2 separate regions of the Rattus norvegicus genome follow, and region 2 is linked to region 1. The links are chromatin contacts, called in public Hi-C maps. All regions are on one chromosome and are shown on one strand. Each heading gives the region's core, a stretch centred on a gene start, on an enhancer-like site or on the middle of the called end of the contact. The rest is flanking DNA. Distances are from core to core; before and after follow the strand shown. Region 1 overlaps LOC134481608 (a long non-coding RNA gene). Region 2 has its middle 240 kb from the start of Rps6kc1.

Region 1 (5,224 bases), core at 1,920-4,419:
CATAAACCCTGGGGTCATCCGGCATACATCCCTGGCAATGAGGGAATTCACAATGCAGAGGGACACGTGTATCAGGCATTAAGCACCAGGCACAGCTGGGAGATTACAGGACAAAGTATGGAGAGCGTAAAAGAGATAAGGGAGGCGAAGTTGGGAAAATAAAGAGGAGTCTGGAGCCGAGGTTCAGATAACTTCAGGGAATTCTCAAGTGTGCAGGTACCATGGGTCACTGAAGGAGACGCTCGGATGACTAAGACGAGAGAAAGGTAATTTGTTGAAAAATGAGGTGGAGGTGGTGAAAAAAAATGTACAATTTGTATGTGTGCTGGAACTGTCAGGAAGATAGCAAGGTAGGCAATGACAAATGTCAGAAACGGACTTACTTTTCCTAGGGGAAGCCAAGGAAATGCGGAAGGTCAAGGAGGCCAACAGGATAGCGCCATCCCGAGAGACTCGGGGATGAAAATATCAGAGAACAAAATATCAGAGAACTTGGTTCAAAGGTACAACATTGCAAACAACACCTGGATTGCTGCAAATTTAGGGCAGGAGAATGTGAACAGAGAAGGTCTGGTTGGGGTGGGTGGGGATGGATGCCAGGACGGCCGTCACCGCTGTCTCCAGGGGTTGCGGCTTCCTTCTCGGCTGTTCTCTTCTTCCTACCTATTTCCTTTGCCCACTTTATCTATCAGAAGGCTGCCGATGTGCAGGCGCTCTGCGGCTTTGGGAGGCCTACAGAGGACTGGGAACTCAAATTTACTCGAAGTCATCCTGAAAATGCAACAATCAAGCCCCCACCTTTGGGAAGGAAGCGACGGTAGTGCTTACGGGAGTGGTCGACGTTTTGTCTTTAGAAGGCTGCATAGGAGCCAGCCTCTTAAACCAGTGGCCCAGCTTGGTTAGGAAGTGGTTCTGGGGGTCCCTTCTATCGCATGAGGTGAGGCTGGGGATGACCAGGTTGCTGATTCTGAAGGTGTGCTCTATGGGGCTCCTTGGAGTCAGGGGCCAGCTCTTTCCCACAGATTGAGAGATGCCACATGTGTGGGCACTGAAGGCAGCTGAGGTGGCAGAGGAAGGGCAAGGTGGATGATGAGACACAGTGACAAATTAGCTAACGAGGCTGGGGACAAATTCTTCGTGGTCACAGGCTGCTGACTTGAGGAGGATGAATCCGGTACAGGGCAGATAAAGTTTCAGTGTCTTTCTCATCAGGTTATGGTGCAATAAAAGAGTCAAACATTATTCTGGATTGCACATTCAGGGGTGGAGGCATGACGTCAGGTGACTAGCTGAGATCTCTGACAGGGAACTGAGGGGCGTTGGCGAAGGCAACAGGGAAGCAGCCCTAGGATTTCCCTTCTTCTAATCTGCTGTCTCCCTCCTCACTCTTGCCACTGCCTTAAAGTCGACTCATGGTCCTGGCCACCCTATACATTAGAGAGCATATATCTATAGTCAAAGCTGGGGTGTGTGTGTGTGTGTGTGTGTGTGTGTGTGTGTGTGTGCTATATGTATGGTGAATATGAGGTATAGGGTATGTGTCATGTATGTGGTATATATGTATATATGTGTATATATATGTATATATATATGGTGTGCACGTTGTGTATTGTGTGTGTGGTATGTGTGATATGTGTGTAGTGTGTGTGGATGTGTATTGTGCATGGTGTGTGTGTATGGGTGTGTGATAACTGTGTGGTTTGATGTGTGTATATGGGATGGTGTGAGTATGTGTGATGTGTGTATGGTATGGTTTGGTATGTGTGTGGTATGCTGTGTTGTGATGTGCATGTGTGTATTTGTGTGGTGTGTATATGTGATATGTGTATGGTGTGGTATGGTGTGATGTGTGTACGTGGTATGGTGTGATGTGTGTTTGTGTGATGTGTGTACGTGGTATGGTGTGTATGTGTGTGTGAGAAAGAGAGAGATGCATGTGATGTGTGTGTTTGTATGTGCATATGTGTGTATGTGTGCATGTGTGTATGTGTGTGTGCGTGTGTATGCATATGTGCATATGTGCAGATGTGTGTATGCATATGTGTGTGTGCGCGTGTGTATGCATATGTGCATATGTGCGGATGTGTGTATGCATATGTGTGTGCGCGTGTGTATGCATATGTGCATATGTGCGGATGTGTGTATGCATATGTGTGTGCGCGTGTGTATGCATATGTGCATATGTGCGGATGTGTGTATGCCTATGTGTGTGTGCGTGTGTATGCATATGTGCATATGTGCGGATGTGTGTATGCCTATGTGTGTATGTGTGTGTATGGGTATGTGCATATGTGCGGGCGTGTGTATGCCTATGTGTGTATGTGTGTGTATGGGTATGTGCATATGTGCGGATGTGTGTATGCATATGTGTGTATGTGTGTGTATGGGTATGTGCATATGTGCGGATGTGTGTATGCATGTGTATGCATATGTGCATATGTGAGGATGTGTGTATGCATATGTGTGTATGGGTATGTGCATATGTGTGGATGTAGGTATGGTAGTCAGAGATTGATATCGGATATCTTCCTCTATTTCTCTCAGTCTTATTCTTTGGCAGGGCCTCTCACCGGACCACCAAACCCGGTGCTTGTTAATCCGGCAGGACGGGCTGGCCAGCAATGCTCAGGGATCTGCCTGTCTCTGCTTCCCCAGTGCGAGGGATACAGGTGCCTGCCACCACACTTGGCTTTTCTTAGGGATGCTGGGAATCCAAACCCACTCCTCATGCTTGTGCTACAAGCACGTCACTGACTGAGCCACCTTCCCAGCCCCTCGGCTGGCTTTTTATGGAGAGGAAGGCAGAGCTAGGGTGAACTTGGGGTAGCCGTTCATGTTCTTTGAAACTAAGCCCTGTGGTTTGGTAGGCTAAGTTAGGAACCAGACATCCCTTGCTGTCTGACAGTCCATCCTCCAGAAACCTTCCCAGTGAAGAAGGCAGAGATCCAAGCTATCCATCTCTTCTTGCCCTGTCTTCTGTAACTCTGGGTTCCAAGGCATATTCTCTTGGGAAGAGAAGCACAGCCACATGCTACGCTGCATCGTCACTGACCAAAAAGAAAGTTGCTGTGACCTTTGAACTCAAATACAAACAAATGACTTTGTCCTTTTCAGTATTTTTCTATTTAGAAGCTCTGAATTCATCTTTGACGTAAGTGTTCAAGTTCCAATTTGTAATAGTGCAGGTCATTTAACATTTATTCCACCAGTTATAAATAGAGATGCATGCCTATGCTCCTGTAAATGCAGATCGCTCCCAAAGTCAGCCAAAAAGGAACACCTTTGGATCCGTAAAGTATTAAAGACACATGATAGGAATGGGGAAGTAATTTATCCTCCTCAGACAAGCTATCTCCTTCACCCCAAGTTCCCACCTGATAACGCCTCCCCCGTCCAGCCTTTATCTCACTTCTTTAAGGTCAGGCTGCAGAGGAATCCAGACACCAGGAAAGTTTCTCATGGGAAATCTGCTGTCTGCCCTCCACAGGGGGTGAGTCTTGGCCTTCAGAACAAGCTATCACAGTTGCAGCGATCTTTGGTGTTCTCTGAGCTATCTGAGGTCACAGGTTCAATGTTACCTTTGGGCTCCTACATGTAGGTGGCTACAGCGAGCCTCTGGAGCCGTCTTCTCTTCAGGAAGTGAGTTCATTTTGAAATGGATACCCATGTGCAGGGTGGGGGCTCAGGCAGTTAACTCATTTGTAGTGATAGGGAAGAGGGATGAGAGGTTCTGAATTAACTGCAATTATCCTTAGAGAATGTAAACAATGTGAGCTTCCATGTGCAGAAGTGGGAGGGAGCGTCATGAGTTCACGTGGTCCCTTCCCCAAGGTCTGCACAGGGCAGTGCAATATGGTTCCAGCTCCAAAATTTCCATTTAGAGGAACAAGGTCATTTAGAAGGAACAGTGGCATTGGGCTGGAGAGAGGACTCACTGTTTAGGGTCACTGGTTGCTTGTGCAGAAGACCAGCGCTTGGTTCCCAGCACCCACATGGCAGCTTGCCTCGTCTCTAATTCCAGTTCCAAAAGATCCAATACCACACACGGTATTGGGCATGCATATGGTACACATGCTCACATAAGGCACTCAGACGTACAATAAAATAAATCAATCTAAAACAAAACAAAACACAACAACAACAACAACAACAACAAAATCAAGGCAAAAAGGGAAAGAAAGTAAAGAGAAAGTATTAATGTGCTGGGCGCTCGCTGTGCAGAATCAGCAGGTGCTCACCCACTGTGTGCAGTGTCAGGGGGCTGAACAGTGTTAGACCCTGGGGATCCAGCTGTCCCTGCGTCCCCAGTGCTGGGGTTACAGGTGCATGCCATTTTGCTTGTCTTCATGCTTGTTGGAAAGCACTTTAACAACCAAATCATCTCCTTGGCCCCTGACCTCTGGCTCCTGACCCCTGGCCCCTGACCCTGGATCCGTAGAAAAAGAGTCATGGCTGAAAATATGAGGCTCCCAAACGGCAAACTGCAGAGCGGCAACTTCCTTTTCCCGGTGCGCACAGTAGGGTGGGGGGATTGGTGCTGCTGCACCAATAGTTGAGGATTGGTGAAACCTGCTTCTGTTACAACCTTGGGTCATAGTTGCTGTTCATAGATCCACCCAGCCTCTGAGTCCTGCAGCTAGACTGCAGAGCCATCTTTCTGTCAGAGACTACCCAAAAGCCGTGGGGCTCCTTCCACATTCCAACCCTGAAAGCAGAGGTCTCGCCTCCCCGACTGTGTATTTAAGTTTGAAACTGCATCTGTCTGGAAGGAAATGTTCGTGTGGATGAGGCTGAAGTCTCTGACTGTTGGCCAACTTTATTCTTGCTTTCAGGTCCCTGGCCTCAGCTGCATTTCCCCACACCCCTCTTCTTTCGGACATGTTGTTGAACTTTCAAATAAGTCGATTACCACACCTCCCCGGAAACCTTGGTTTTGCCACTTCTAAAGCTTGCCCCAAGAAAGGGAGACTAGCAAACGTCATTCCTTTGCTCATGTCATGGTTGAACAATAAATATAGGGGCAAGCCCTGGAAACTCTGGAGAAAGAAATCACTCAGCTGTCCCTCGTGGGTCTCACCTGATCACAGCATCAGATGCAGAGCATCACAGATGCAGAGAGAGGGACCTTCTCTCTAGGGACCCACTCCCGTGCCTCTCTCCACAGCACAGGGAAGCTTTGCTTCTGAGGGTGGCCAGGTGAGTGGCTGCTGTTCCGCACCTTTAT
Region 2 (5,224 bases), core at 887-3,386, 240 kb before region 1:
GGTATTTTGCTTGTACTGACTGACAGCAGCCAGTGAGCTTGTCCCCATGAGCAGAAAGTAAACAGCGGCAGTAGGAAGGGCTGTTTCAGAGCCTTGAGGCAGGAAGGGAAAGCTGGCATTTATGGAGTCCAGATATGTAGCAGGCTTCGTTGGTTGCTGTTTCATTATTTAGTAACTGATAACGCTGGAGACCAGACAACTGCGATAGTAACACACATTGTGTTCTGTCTGTTAGAGCTTGGGCCAGGTAGAGACTCTTACCAAGCAAGGTGGGCTCTGTTTTCACCCCACACCCCCGCCCCCTAGGCCACCAGGGCTCCATACCACATGCCACCTGCAGCGATCCAGGCCAAGGAAGGTACTCATTCCCATCCAGGGTCCTGGGGAGGAATATGGCATCTGCCAGCCCCCACCACCCTCACCAAGGAGTGGCTGTAACAGGTGGCCTTAGCAAGTTCTGTGTTCTTTCTGGGTCTTGTTTTCATTGTATGTAATGTGTAGATGACATACTTCCCTTGCAGCACTGTCGAAGGGTTAGAAATGACACCAAATGTAGCTGTGTGGTGCCTGTTACAATCCAGCTGCACTGGATGATGGAGCTCTAACCCTGTACAGAGGCATTGTGGTCAGAGTGGAGTGGGCTGTGCCCTGTCGTGGTTTGGTTCCCAGATGGTGTCATTGTTCTCAGAGGGAGCCTCATTGGAGGATCAGGTCACTAGGGACATATCTTTGCTTGTAGCTGGTCCCACTTCCTGGTCTGCCAGCATGTGGGGAGATGAGTCTCCATTGTATGCTTGCACCAGCCTGGAGCCTCCCAATGCCATGCCTTCACTGCCACATGAACCAGTATCACCTCAAACAGTGAGGTGATATCAAAAGAAAGCCAAACAACCCCCAAACCCCTCCTCCCCATATGCCTACAAATATACACACATGCATGCACATGTTACACCTGCACACATTCATCTACACAGATACACTTCTACATATGTATGCACAAATATGCACATACACACATATACATATACAATACACATGCACACATATACATATATGTATATATACATATTCACACAATATATATACATCCAATATGCTTGTACACATTCATATACACAGACACACTTCTATATATGTATGCATACATATACACATGTGCACATATACATATATAATACACATGCATACATATACATATGTATGTATATACACATATTCACATACACATTTATATACATCTGAATATGCTTGCACACATACATATACACAGATATACTTCTATATAAGTATGCACACATATGTGCATGCATACATATATATACATACATTTGTATACATATATATGTATATACACATATTTGCATACACATACACATCTGAATATGCTTGCACACATACATGTACACAGAGACATTTCTACATAAGTATGCACACATATGCACACACATATACATATATGCACACATGCATACATATACACATACGCATACATATATACACATCTGATATGCTTGCACACATACATAAACACATAAGCTTGCACACATATGCACATGCACACATACATAAGCACATGATGAATGTATGTGGAACACTACATAAAGATGAAAGCAGAGGCTGGAGAGATGTATCTACACACCAAGGAACACCAAAGCTTGTGCAAAATCCACTGAAAGCCAAGGGAGAGGCAGGGCCAGGCGCTCCCTTCCAGTCCTTAGGAAGACTCAGATCTGCTGTTGCCTTCATCTAGACACCAGGCTGAGGTGAGAGCATCTTCTGTTGTAGCAGTTTGGTTTGCACAGTGGTCCTAGCAATGAACACAGTCAGAATCTGCTATAGTTTGGGTCTCAGCTGTCCCCAGGTCCATAAGCAGGAGGCTTGGGACCCAGGGAGGTGCTTTGGTGGTGGAGTCTTTAATAGATGGATAGATGGGGTTTAGGTTGTGTGTGTGTGTGTGTGTGTGTGTGTGTGTGTGTGTGTGTGTTAGACCAGCAGGAAGTATGCTTAAAAGGGAATCTCAGGTCTCCTCTTTTCCTCCTCTGGTTCTTGGCTGATGATGGTATGAGGTCCATGTGCACCAGCCATGATAGGCTGCCGGCCCTGCCAAGCCCAAAACAAACAGGCCAACCTGTCACGACCTGGATCCCTCTACTGTGTGAGCATGAATCACCTCTTTTTCTAACCAGGTTCTGCCACAGTGGTTGGAAAGCTGATAGCGAACTTGCTTTGACGAACCTCACACACTTTCCTTTCTGTGTCTTCCTGGTGTTCCCCCACATCCAGAGCCACTTCCTAGAGAGGAGCACAAACACATACCTATTGGTCAGAACCAGAATGAATGGGCACTGAGGCCGCAACCAGAACTCTTCTTTTGCTACTAAACTCCCACCCGGGGGGAAAGATAGTTCTCACTAACCAGGATGCCCAGACAGGTGGAGCTGTCACTGTGGTGGGAACAGCTGCTTCAATCGGTCTTCTTAGTTGTTGGTCCTCAGAAGAATCGTGATATGCAGGGAAGGAGCTGCTTGAAACAGGCCAGGTTCCCATGTGACTGGGGAGGAGGCGTGTGGCCCAGCAATATCGGATTAGGGTGCCGAGCAGGAAGCAAGATGGCCGTGCAATGATTGACGGCATATTCTCTGGATGAAGGGGCGAAGCAGGACCGTCTCTCCCCAAGGCTAGGGGAAGTTCCACCACCATTTTCCACCCCTCCTTTCCGAGTCTTGCTGTGCTCCCCGATTCCCTTCTCCTTTGCTGGATGCTTACAGAGCCAGCCTTATGCCGAGCACCCGCCGAGTCCTCCCATCCATCTGATCCAGTGCCCAACGTGTGATTTAGGGGTGTCATGTGCCCTGCGCAGAAGCAGGGCAGTGGTGAGAGGAGGGAGAGAGGTAGGGGGAATCCTGGCATTTGATCCGATCAAATGCACCTTAAGAGCAAACCCATACCCGGCACTGAAGGTATCAGCTGGGTCCTGCCTACAGTTATGTCAAACAAAGTGTGCTAGGAAGTGCCAACTCTCCCTTTGTGCTGTGACACCGCGAGCTGCCAAAAGATATTAAAAAGCTCGCGCGAGCTAGGTGATGGCAGCTGTAACTATCTAAGTTATTGCCTGACAGCTGCAGCATCGCCTCGCCGCCGCTGGCCTTTATAGTCGCTTCTGCATTCATCCGCCCTTTCTCCAGCAACCACTGCACCAGCCTGCAGTGGGCGAGTCGCCTGCCCAGCCCCTGTGCCCGCAGGCGGGGAGACTCGCATCGAGCCCTCTCGCGGAGAGACACCCACACGCAGATTCTGGGAGAACTCATATTTCTCTTGGCCGGCCCCCAAGCTGGTTTTGCGTTGGTCAACTCGGACTCCGAGGAACCTTGGACCGGAGAACGGCGCAGAGGCGAGGCGCATGCCCAGGCACACGCACCGAATGCAGCTTTCTTTTTTGTGGGTCTGTGCGTGTTGGCTCTGAGTGAGCTAGAACGATATCGCCAGCTCTGAGCCCTGCCAGTCCTACATCTGCTCCCTAAAACCTCCAGCAAATAAGAATGCGGTGGGGTTGTTTAACCAACACTTTACAATATAGACACTTCTCAGCTCGACTCCCCCTGGGCCGCCCAGGCTCAGGGATCTGATGCTGGTGGCAAGGGTTGAGAGATAAAAGGCTAATGATCCCAGTGGGCATCTATCTCCGAAGTTCCTTCCCTGGCATGCTGATCTGGGGCATAAAACACATTTCATTGTCACGGGCTTTGGGGAAGGTGTCTGTATTGCAAGCTGGGGTTTGTATTCTTCTGTCGAGTTTAGTCCTTTCAGCTGTCTGCTAAATAATTCACGTGGCTCAGGAAAGTAGAGGTTTGTTTTTTGTTTTTCTTTTCTTTTTTTGGGTGGGGGGCATGCAGGTTCCACTTCCCTTCACTCTGTCTTTTCTCTGTCTCCTCTTTCTGTCCCCTCTTTTCTTTGAAAGGGTTTTGGGAGAATTTGGCAGGCTTGGCCTAGGTGGTCTAATGAAACCTGTCCCTCCTACCTCGCCAGAGCAGGGTTGGAGGTGGGAGGTCCTGCAGTTGGCCTTCAGGAGGCCATGAAGGTCACACCTAAGGTTGTAGCTTGATTGTTTTCTATTAGAGTTTAGTTCGCACAGGCTCTTCTCTGCTGTCCACATGACTGGGCGCAGCCATTTCCTTCTGGGAGGGAAGCCTGCTCCTGAAATATCCCCAAGAACCTGCCAGCGTCAAGCCCAGGGCTGTGTTTCTGGAACACAGGCATGAGATGCCCGAGGGCAGGGGAGGGCATCCTGGCAGAGTTGGGGCTTTGCTTTTGTAACATCCCAACGCGGGTCAAAACAGTTAAGTGACTGCATTGGGCAGTATGGGTCCCTCGTGTGCACTGGCATTTGGGGACTGTTGTTGCAGAGCAAAGCTTCCTTCTACGGAATAAGCCCTGCCTCTCTAGCTAGGCCCCATTGGTACATGGCCAAGACCCGCCTCTCTAGCCAGGCCTCACTGGTACATAGATAAGCCCCGCCCCTCTAGCCATGCCCCATTGGTACATGGCTAAGCCCCGCCCCTCTAACATGCCCCATTGGCACATGGTTAAGCCACGCCCCCTCTAGCCAGACCTCACTGGTACATGGATAAGGCCCACCTGTCCAGCCAGGACCCACTGATACACAGTACAGTTTGATCCTGGCTCCTAAACTCATCATGGCGGCAGTGTTGGGAAGGGCAGCCTTTAGGAGATGATGAGGTGGTAAGAGCGGTTAATGCCTTTCTCAGTGGACCAGGTTCATTTTCTCAGAGCTTGTTTAGTTGCTGCCAGAGAATAAGTCCTTCTAAAGCAGTGGTTCTCAACCTTCCTAGCGACCCTTTAATACAGTTCCTCATGTTGTGGTGACCCTCCTCCCACCCCCGCCATAAAAGTGTTTTCATTGCTACTTCACAACTGTAATTTTGCTACTGTTAAGAACTGTAATGTAAATATCTGTGTTTTCTGATGACTATGGGGCAAACCCTATGACAGGTTGAGAACTGCTGACTTAAAGACAGGCTGCCTCACGTGCGCATATGCCTGTGCCTGCTTTTGGTGTGATGACACAGCAAGAGGTTCCTTGGAGAAGCCAAGAAGATGCTGGGGACGTGTGACCAGATAGAGACTCCCAAATGGTAGGGTTTAGCAAACCTCTATTATTTACGGGTCATTCAGCTTTGTGCTGTGTAATAACAGCAGAAAACAC

Evidence for each region. Hi-C and Micro-C count contacts between places; a contact is called where the count stands out from the background.
Region 2: a contact with region 1 is called in a Hi-C map of liver, with 5 times the contacts expected there. The contact joins two enhancer-like sites. A contact is called at or near these places in 2 of 12 Hi-C or Micro-C datasets (kidney and liver).

Annotation. Positions count from the first base shown.
Region 1 is chr13:104,541,921-104,547,144 of GRCr8, reverse strand. All of the region lies in intron 1 of LOC134481608 (a long non-coding RNA gene), which reads left to right. Among named protein-coding and RNA genes, the nearest start is that of Prox1, 290 kb to the right of the region's middle. Within about 2 kb of position 3,169, at least 1 of the 93 cell types and tissues checked has an H3K27ac peak or open chromatin away from gene starts, as enhancers often do. A contact at or near this core is called in liver, where this site is marked.
Region 2 is chr13:104,776,808-104,782,031 of GRCr8, reverse strand. No RefSeq gene overlaps it. Among named protein-coding and RNA genes, the nearest start is that of Rps6kc1, 240 kb to the left of the region's middle. Within about 2 kb of position 2,136, at least 5 of the 93 cell types and tissues checked have an H3K27ac peak or open chromatin away from gene starts, as enhancers often do. A contact at or near this core is called in liver, where this site is marked.